Linked DNA regions of Zea mays: regions 1 and 2 are each linked to region 3. A link is a contact called in public Hi-C data. All regions are on one chromosome and are shown on one strand. The core of a region is the stretch at or near the end of the contact, and the rest is flanking DNA. Distances in the headings are between cores, read along the strand shown.

Region 1 (2,723 bases), core at 62-2,561, 190 kb after region 3:
TCACGTCCTCGTACGCCGCCCGCTGCTCCGCGGTGATGTTCCGGTACTCGGCGGCGTTCCACCATAGGTCGGGCGATTGGCACGCGTCGCTCCCGTTGTTGGCGCAGCCGTCGACGTCGAAGCCCCGGTAGCCGGCGGTGAAGGGGCCCCTGGACCAGTCCACCTTGGTCCGGCCGCCGTCCGTGGCCCAGTCGGAGCCGTCCCACACGCTCGCGCGGATCAGCATCGTCTGCTTCCCCGGGAACGGGTACCCCGGCACGGCGCCCGTCAGGTTCCTCAGCACCCGGACCGGCGTGTCGTCCACGAACATCCTGCGAGCGCGCGAGATGCATGTGTGTCATGCATGTGAAATGTATGGGGATATGATTAAGGATCGGTCGGTCGGTCGGTCGGTCGGAGTAGCTTGTAGCTAGCTTATATATAGTATATATTACACGAGCTGGTATGGGTTCCAGAGGATCTTGTAGTCGTGGAAGTCGGCGGCGGGGTCGAACCAGAGGCGCGTCCGCTGCTCCCTGTCGCCGCGGCCGTCGACGAAGACGTTGGTCTGGAGGGTGATGGGCACGCCGGCCTTGTCGCCCAGGAACTCCAAGTCCACCTCGTCGCGGCTCCCATCCTCCGGCTGCGAGATGAGCTGGAAGAGAGACGTCGAAGATGATGCAGATTCCGTGATCTCGGAGATAGTGACTGATGATGGAGCAAGTACGCACATGCAACAACACATATATATCGGTCGTCGGACTCACGTAGAAGGTCGTGACGACGCCGGCCGTGTACCCGGAGGGCAGCTTCATCCTCATGTGGAAGAACCCTGAGCCGTACGTGGACTTGGACCGGAACCCGGCACCTGCACGCACGCACGCACGCACCATCACTCACGAACGAGTCACGACGACAATTATTTGAAATAAAAAACGCAAAGGTCTCGCTGCCCTTCACGTTGCACACACGCACGTACGTGTACGTACGTACGTACCAGAGCTCTGGTCCATGGTGACATTCGCCTCCGTGCCCCGGACGACAAGGTGATAACCATCTCTACCCCACTGCGCCACGTAGTTGTCGTCGAACGCCGCCTCCGCCGGCGGCGCCGAGGCAGCGACGACGACGACTGCGGCCGCCACCACCAGCAGGCAAACAAGGGGGACGACGCACGGCCGGCTCGGGCTCGCCTTGCAAGCCAACATCGACGACAAGGTCGACGCGGTTCCTCGCGGCGCGGCCTCACCTGTCACGACCTTTTAATTTATAGCTGATATGAGGAGGATCCGGAGCTTGCAGTTGCACTAGCTACGTATGCTGGAAACAAGTGGAATGAAGCTTTGTCTGTCAAGTGTGCTTTGTGTTGTGCACACGCATGGACTACCTTCCCCTCCCCTGTGGGCTGTGGGCTGTGGCCATGCATGGATCCAAATCCATGCATGCATGCACTTGCACAAGTTGTGCAGCCGGCAACTGCATGGCCGGAGAGTCGCTGTGGTGTGTACGTTAGTAGTACGTATATGGAGCCGTTTTCCCGTCATGGGCGACGACAGTGCTTCATCACAAACACACAGCGTCTGCGTGGCTCGATCTTAAATTCCAAAGATATGCATCGATCTCTCGCACCTATCCGCCACAGCCAGTACATGACTTGAACGAAGGAACGACCAAAAAGTGTGATATGTGTGTACGGGCTTCCTAGCTAGCTTTTTTTTTTTCCTGTTTGTCCGATCCCTAGTCGGAGTCAACCAAGTAATTGTTTGTGCTTGTGGACTGTGATCGATTCAGAGCCGTGACAGCGACACGAACGTACTCTCGCGGATGGCTTATTCATCAACCACGGGTCGGTCGATGTAGCTGGCGTAAACTGGCTTATTCAAATAGTAATAATTGCTCACCACCCTCTTCCCACCATCTCAGTCAACCACAGACAGCTAGCATGGGTGATCTTGCATGCAGAGACGCGCGAAATCTTTGTGTGACATTCACAACAGCCTACGACAGGTCTGAGGTTACCAACACCATCCCACATGGATGGCATGAGAATACATTTCAACTTCCGAGGAACACACACCACCACATCAGTGAAGTCCTCCACAAAAAAGAATCAGTTTGCATGTGATGCCCGTCATATCCATTCCATTTTCAACCAATAATACGAATGGTTCAAAACGACACCGACGTTTCCAGCAAAACTTGCATATAGACACCTGATCGAATGGCTAACCTACATAGTAACTAAAAATATTTAACTAACCCACCAAAATTTTCCTATACAAAGGATAAACCATCGCTCTACCGCGCGACCTTATTCTTCAACCTACTCGACAAACAAGCATCGGTCATGTCCTGTGCTAACTGTGTGCACAGGGGAACCGGTACCCCCCTAAAAATAAATGTCTATCTCCCGTTCGGTCATCTCGTACACATGGTCCCGCGCCTCAGAAAGAGCGACCTGCAAGTGGCTCAGAATAAGACATGGATTGGAATTCAATTAAACATGCCTTCATGCATCCATCGATACACTAAAAACGAACTGATCTAACCTGTCCGAATTTCGTGAAGAAGTTGTTTGCGAGATTTAATGACGTGACCGCCAGATCCTCGTTAGCCTTGAGCGCCTGTGCCAATGCGAATGCTCCGTCGTCCTGTCAGAAATATAAATAATTTGAGAATACGAGATATATATATCCGAATGCCAATAACTGATAGGATGCGCTGTGTGTTCGCTTACTCGAATC
Region 2 (2,745 bases), core at 212-2,711, 150 kb before region 3:
CACCAGGTGACTTTGTCGAACTGGTCCCTCGGAGGGCAAATGTTGGGGCGAAGGCAAAGACGCCACCCTTCGCTCGAGGCCTTCGCTGCAGTCGCTGGTCTGACAGAGACAAAACGGGCAGGGACACCCTTCGCTCGACTCGGCACCAGACGAAGGCCTGCGACGGCGTCATCCCACAGTGCGGCCTCGTCCAGCTCAGAGGCCCACGTGTGATCCGGCCCAGTGTAACGGGCCCTGCGTGGCCGCCGCGTGTTACGGGCCTAATTTGTAAAGGCATCCCTGTAATTACAGTCTGTAACCCTGCTTTATGGGAATATTCTGGGGATAACCTAGGTAGCTCAGGGCACATGCGTCCTTAGCACAAGGCGCTGGGCGCTCAGGTACCTATAAATACCCTCGCACAGTGACCGTGGGAGGCCAGATTAACAGAGCTATTGCCATCTAGCGCGTAACCCTATTAACGTCACTGTTCACCATTGTTGGCCCCCCTTGCGAGTGAGAGCAAGTCCCAACATTATACATCACTCTTGTAGTTTCATAAACTACAAGAGAGACATATAAGTTTTATAAATAAATTTACTTTTATTTTTCCTATAAAGAAATAACCAAAACAAAAATATACATCTCGATGAGTTATACAACTTTATAGTTGAAAACTTTTACAGCTCAATTATTTTTTCTTCAAAATTTGATTTGCATAGTGTAAAAAAAACATTCAGCGAATGATTTCTCTAGCTGTTTGCCGAGTGTTAAAAAACACTCGCCAAAATGTTTCTTTGCTGAGTGTTTTTTAGTCGAGCGTTTTTTGTTTGACAATTAGTAAAGAGTTTTTTTTTTGTTTTGTTGACTGTGGAAAGAAAAACAATAAGCAAATTATTTAACGCTCGGCAAAGGGCCAGAATTGTGAACTATATATACTGCTCCGTCTCGAACTAGGCCATCGGAGCTTCTGCGAGACACTGAGAATCCACGAATCCAGCAGCCTCCATGCATGACCTCCAAGCTCAACGCAGACGTGAAGTTCAGGGCAGCACTCCACGATGTCCCGTTGGGGAAGACCTAATAGGACCGCCAGTAGAAAACGTCACTGTACTAGTACAGTCTCCAGCCGATATACATGCAGCTGAGCCGCTGTCATATCTTGTTCTCTTCCTGTTGTTCGCCACCGTCTCACGAGATCGAGTCCACCTCTCTGCCCAGAGTTGCATCAACGAAAAGAAAAAGGAAAAAAAACCGGCGGTTCCAAAAAAGACTCGGCCACACACAGGCACACGCTCGCTACGAGGCCACAATAATTCGCAGAAGCGACCAAGCTGCACTTGCGCTCGCGGACAAGGCCACCCATCTAAAGGATTCAGAGAGATCTTTGCGAGGCTTGTGGTCGAGATGCCTTCGCCGTTCGCCACAAATACTCCCCGGAGAGCGAGTACTTACTGGCTCGCCATATGGCACCAACAGCAAAACAGCGAAACAGTGCAGAGACAAGCTACAACAACCTACCCTAACAGGCCATTCCTTCCACTGCACTTCATTCGATCCTGAGCTATAGCTGGCTGCCTGAGCTCGCTCCAAGAAGTGTATCTATAGTATAGACACTAGGCTTCGTGTGGCGTGCTCGAGATATGCTTGCAGTGTCGCCGTCGCCGGTGCGGTGTGCCGATGCGGAGGAGTGCGGCGGAGGAGGCGCCAGCAAGGAAATGGAGGAGACCGCCGTCGGGCCTGTGTCCGACTCGGACCTGGATTTCGACTTCACGGTCGACGACATAGACTTCGGGGACTTCTTCCTCAGGCTAGACGACGGGGATGACGCGCTGCCGGGCCTCGAGGTCGACCCTGCCGAGATCGTCTTCGCTGACTTCGAGGCAATCGCCACCGCCGGCGGCGATGGCGGCGTCACGGACCAGGAGGTGCCCAGTGTCCTGCCCTTTGCGGACGCGGCGCACATAGGCGCCGTGGATCCGTGTTGTGGTGTCCTTGGCGAGGACAACGACGCAGCGTGCGCAGACGTGGAAGAAGGGAAAGGGGAGTGCGACCATGCCGACGAGGTAGCAGCCGCCGGTAATAATAATAGCGACTCCGGTGAGGCCGGCTGTGGAGGAGCCTTTGCCGGCGAAAAATCACCGTCGTCGACGGCATCGTCGTCGCAGGAGGCTGAGAGCCGGCGCAAGGTGTCCAAGAAGCACTCCCAAGGGAAGAAGAAAGCAAAGGTACGCAGGGCTACGCATGCAGTATAGGCGTATAGCAATAATTGCAAAGCCCTAAATATATAGCAAAACAAAGCGATGATACCATGCATGTGTGCTCTGCTGACATGTCTTAACTTAACACAGGTGGATTGGACGCCGGAGCTTCACCGGAGATTCGTTCAGGCGGTGGAGGAGCTGGGCATCGACAAGGCGGTGCCGTCCAGGATCCTCGAGATCATGGGGATCGACTCCCTCACGCGGCATAACATAGCCAGCCATCTGCAGGTCCGTGCCGCGACGTACTCCAGCAGCTACTACCAATGTTTCCTTTGTGCTAACCCGCGACCGATTTTGGCTATCTAAATTGGAGCAGAAGTACCGTTCCCACAGGAAGCACATGCTTGCGAGGGAGGTGGAGGCAGCGACGTGGACGACGCACCGGCGGCCGATGTACGCTGCCCCCAGCGGCGCCGTGAAGAGGCCCGACTCTAACGCGTGGACCGTGCCGACCATCGGTTTCCCTCCGCCGGCGGGGACCCCTCCTCGTCCGGTGCAGCAC
Region 3 (2,723 bases), core at 112-2,611:
GTTTTTTTTATATTTGGTAATTTAAAAATTAAAATAGAATAAAATAGAGAGATTAAAAATTAGTGTGTTGAACACTAACACGGCGGCGTGCACAAATCCAAAGCGGCGCAGATTTCAATGGACGACCTTCGCGCTGGATCCGTCCATCGATGAGGTGGACATTTTTCAGGGAGGGACGTACGGATCAGTCGAGCTCATCTTGCAGGCCGGCCCGGAGTTGTAGTAGCCCTGCCGAGCCGGCTCGTTCTGGCTCATAAGCCGGCTCGTGAGCTATGTCAAATTAACCAATATATAAAATAATGATGGATATTGATAATTTTATACATATCCGATTTGTTCTTTAACTTTTGATGATTGATATATGATAATTTATAATGTAGATTACTTATAATTGTATGATGATTATATATTTCACATTTATATACTATTAAGTTATTATATAATACAATATTATTTATTAAGGTGTAGCTCGCGAATCGAGTCGAGTCGGTTTGTGAGCCGACCTCGAGCCGAGCCTCCTCCTTAAGCTTGTTGAGTGTACGAGCCGAGCAGATCTTGATTCAGTTTATTTCTAGCCCTATTGCAACATGATGAAAACATAATCCCTATCGACCGGATGGAATACCAGAATACCATATCAAAGGCATGACCGGAGAGAGAGGGGGTTGAACCACCATCGTGGCATGCCAAACAACCAAATCCAACATGGATAAAAGCTAAATCGAACAAAGCAGCATGTTACTGACATTTTAATTTGCATAAAACCTGATTTTATTTCTATGCATCAACCCTCTAGCAGCTTATTCATCCTTAGTTTTCATATTTAGTATTTAGTAAGTAAAATGAAATAAAATAGAGGGAAAAATTAGTGTCTTGAAACAAACACTCCGCGGCGGTGCACAGATCCAAAGCGGCGCAGGTTTCAATGCACGGCCTGAGCGCTGGATTCCTCCATCGATGAGGTGGACATTTTTCAGGGAGGGACGTACGGATCACTCGAGCTCATCTTGCAGGCCGGCCCGTAGTTGTAGTAGCCGTGCCGTTACCCCCAGGCCCCAGCGTAGAGATGCACCAGCGCGCGTGCACGCGACCCGCTCAGCAGCCAACGGCCCAACGCCACGCTCCATGGTTGCAGGGCAGAGGGGAGCGGTGCCGGTGAGCCAAATAAAAACGCCGATGCGGGCCGGTACCAGCGCGCGGTGAGGCAATGGACGCCGCTGGATCTGGATCCGTCCGTGGAGCGCCGTCTCAGTAAGTCGCTAGTACCCCACAGGCCACAGGCAGTCTGCCCACCCACCGCCCGCGCCCACCGCCGCTTCATCATAAATCATAAAACCGCTCGCTCGCGGCCGCCGCCAGCACCAAACTTGTGCGTGCCTGCGTCCCCTCCCCTGCGCTGCACACCCACGGCCCACGCCACGGCGCGGCAGAGGAGCAGGGATCACCGATCGAGCGAGGATGGGCAACTGCCAGGCGGCGGAGGCGGCGGCGGCGGTGGTGCAGCACCCGGGCGGCCGCGTCCAGCGCCTGTACTGGGCCACCAGCGCCGCCGAGGTCATGCGCGCCAACCCGGGCCACTACGTGGCGCTCGTGACGCACCGCGCGGGCGCCGGCGACGAGGGGAAGCGGTCCCAGCAGCGGCAGCGGGAGCAGGAGCAGCAGAGGCACGGCGGCGCGCGCGTGACGCGCGTGAAGCTGCTCAAGCCCCGGGACACGCTGGTGCTCGGCCAGGCGTACCGCCTCATCACCGTCGCCGAGGTCGCCAAGGCGCTGCAGGCCAAGAAGGAGGAGAAGACCCGGAAGGCGCAGCAGCAGCAGCTGCTGCTGCTGCAGGTAGCTGAGCCGAAGCACGGGGGCGGGAGCACGGGCTCCGGCGACGAGTCGCAGCCGCAGGAGCAGGTGGCGGATGGCTGCCTTGATCAGGTACTGCTCCGTGATTGCCGTCCAATTCCAAAACAATGTCCAAGTCCAACAAACAACTGACAGCGTCATTACCCGCTTGGCGTTCTGGTCTGAATACTCCTATTAAGTTGCAATTCTACTCCCAGAATTTCTTCTCTGACTGACTGACTGACCGACCAGCGACCAACCACACAGCTCCACTACCAGTTTTACTTCCTGCCACAAATTATGTTTTTGTCTGCTGACTGGTAGTAAATATAAGAGTAGGGTGATAGCCTTTCGGAAGGATAAAGAGGCTGATTATTCCTGTCGATATCTCTATACTTATATCTGCCCCCACCCTCCTGATTATTCTAATACACACCTTTTCCCCGCGCCACTAGCACCCCTACCTAACCCAAACCAATTTAAATCGCAAATGATATCGCTATAAAGTAACCGACGATCAGGATACAAGGAATAATCCGAATAGTTTACTCGGAACATGGTATGCGATGGCCGGGTTTATATGATTTAAGAAGAAGAAAAAAAGAAAAGCAGGCAAACTGTTCTGGGGGCAAGACCAAAGTAGGTGATATATATCATGCATGATAACAACTAGCTTCGTCGCATCTTGCTTTTCCTCACATCACATGGAAAAAATAATGGCAGGGATGGGACGCACCGGGAAATTTTTCAGTTTCCGCCTGATAATCATATGTTTAGGGTTAGTTTGGCCCCCCATTTTTCCATGGGATTTCTAATTTCCCAAAAAAAATGAACTAATTTTCCTTAGAAAAATGAAAAACTCTTGAAAAAATGGGTTTCCCAAACTAGCCCTT

Evidence for each region. Hi-C and Micro-C count contacts between places; a contact is called where the count stands out from the background.
Region 1: a Hi-C map of leaf shows a contact between it and region 3, with 5 times the contacts expected there. The contact joins the promoter of LOC100284097 here to the promoter of LOC100277896 in region 3. A contact is called at or near these places in 2 of 25 Hi-C or Micro-C datasets (bundle sheath and leaf).
Region 2: a contact with region 3 is called in a Hi-C map of ear, with 2.9 times the contacts expected there. The contact joins the promoter of LOC541882 here to the promoter of LOC100277896 in region 3. A contact is called at or near these places in 3 of 25 Hi-C or Micro-C datasets (ear, leaf and tassel).

What each region holds. Positions count from the first base shown.
Region 1 is chr9:3,766,830-3,769,552 of Zm-B73-REFERENCE-NAM-5.0, reverse strand. LOC100284097 (xyloglucan endotransglucosylase/hydrolase protein 1) reads right to left here and starts at 1,311. Exons shown (of 4, transcript NM_001366610.1): 1 at 977-1,311; 2 at 747-847; 3 at 435-634; 4 at 1-311. The coding sequence starts at 1,187. It overlaps LOC103637804 (NLR family CARD domain-containing protein 3), which reads right to left. Exons shown (of 17, transcript XR_004852519.1): 15 at 2,717-2,723; 16 at 2,529-2,630; 17 at 1,995-2,437.
Region 2 is chr9:4,109,958-4,112,702 of Zm-B73-REFERENCE-NAM-5.0, reverse strand. It overlaps LOC541882 (G2-like 1), which reads left to right and starts at 1,461. Exons shown (of 6, transcript NM_001111548.1): 1 at 1,461-2,207; 2 at 2,331-2,471; 3 at 2,560-2,745. The coding sequence starts at 1,623.
Region 3 is chr9:3,958,394-3,961,116 of Zm-B73-REFERENCE-NAM-5.0, reverse strand. LOC100277896 reads left to right here and starts at 1,361. Exons shown (of 2, transcript NM_001371687.1): 1 at 1,361-1,923. The coding sequence starts at 1,459.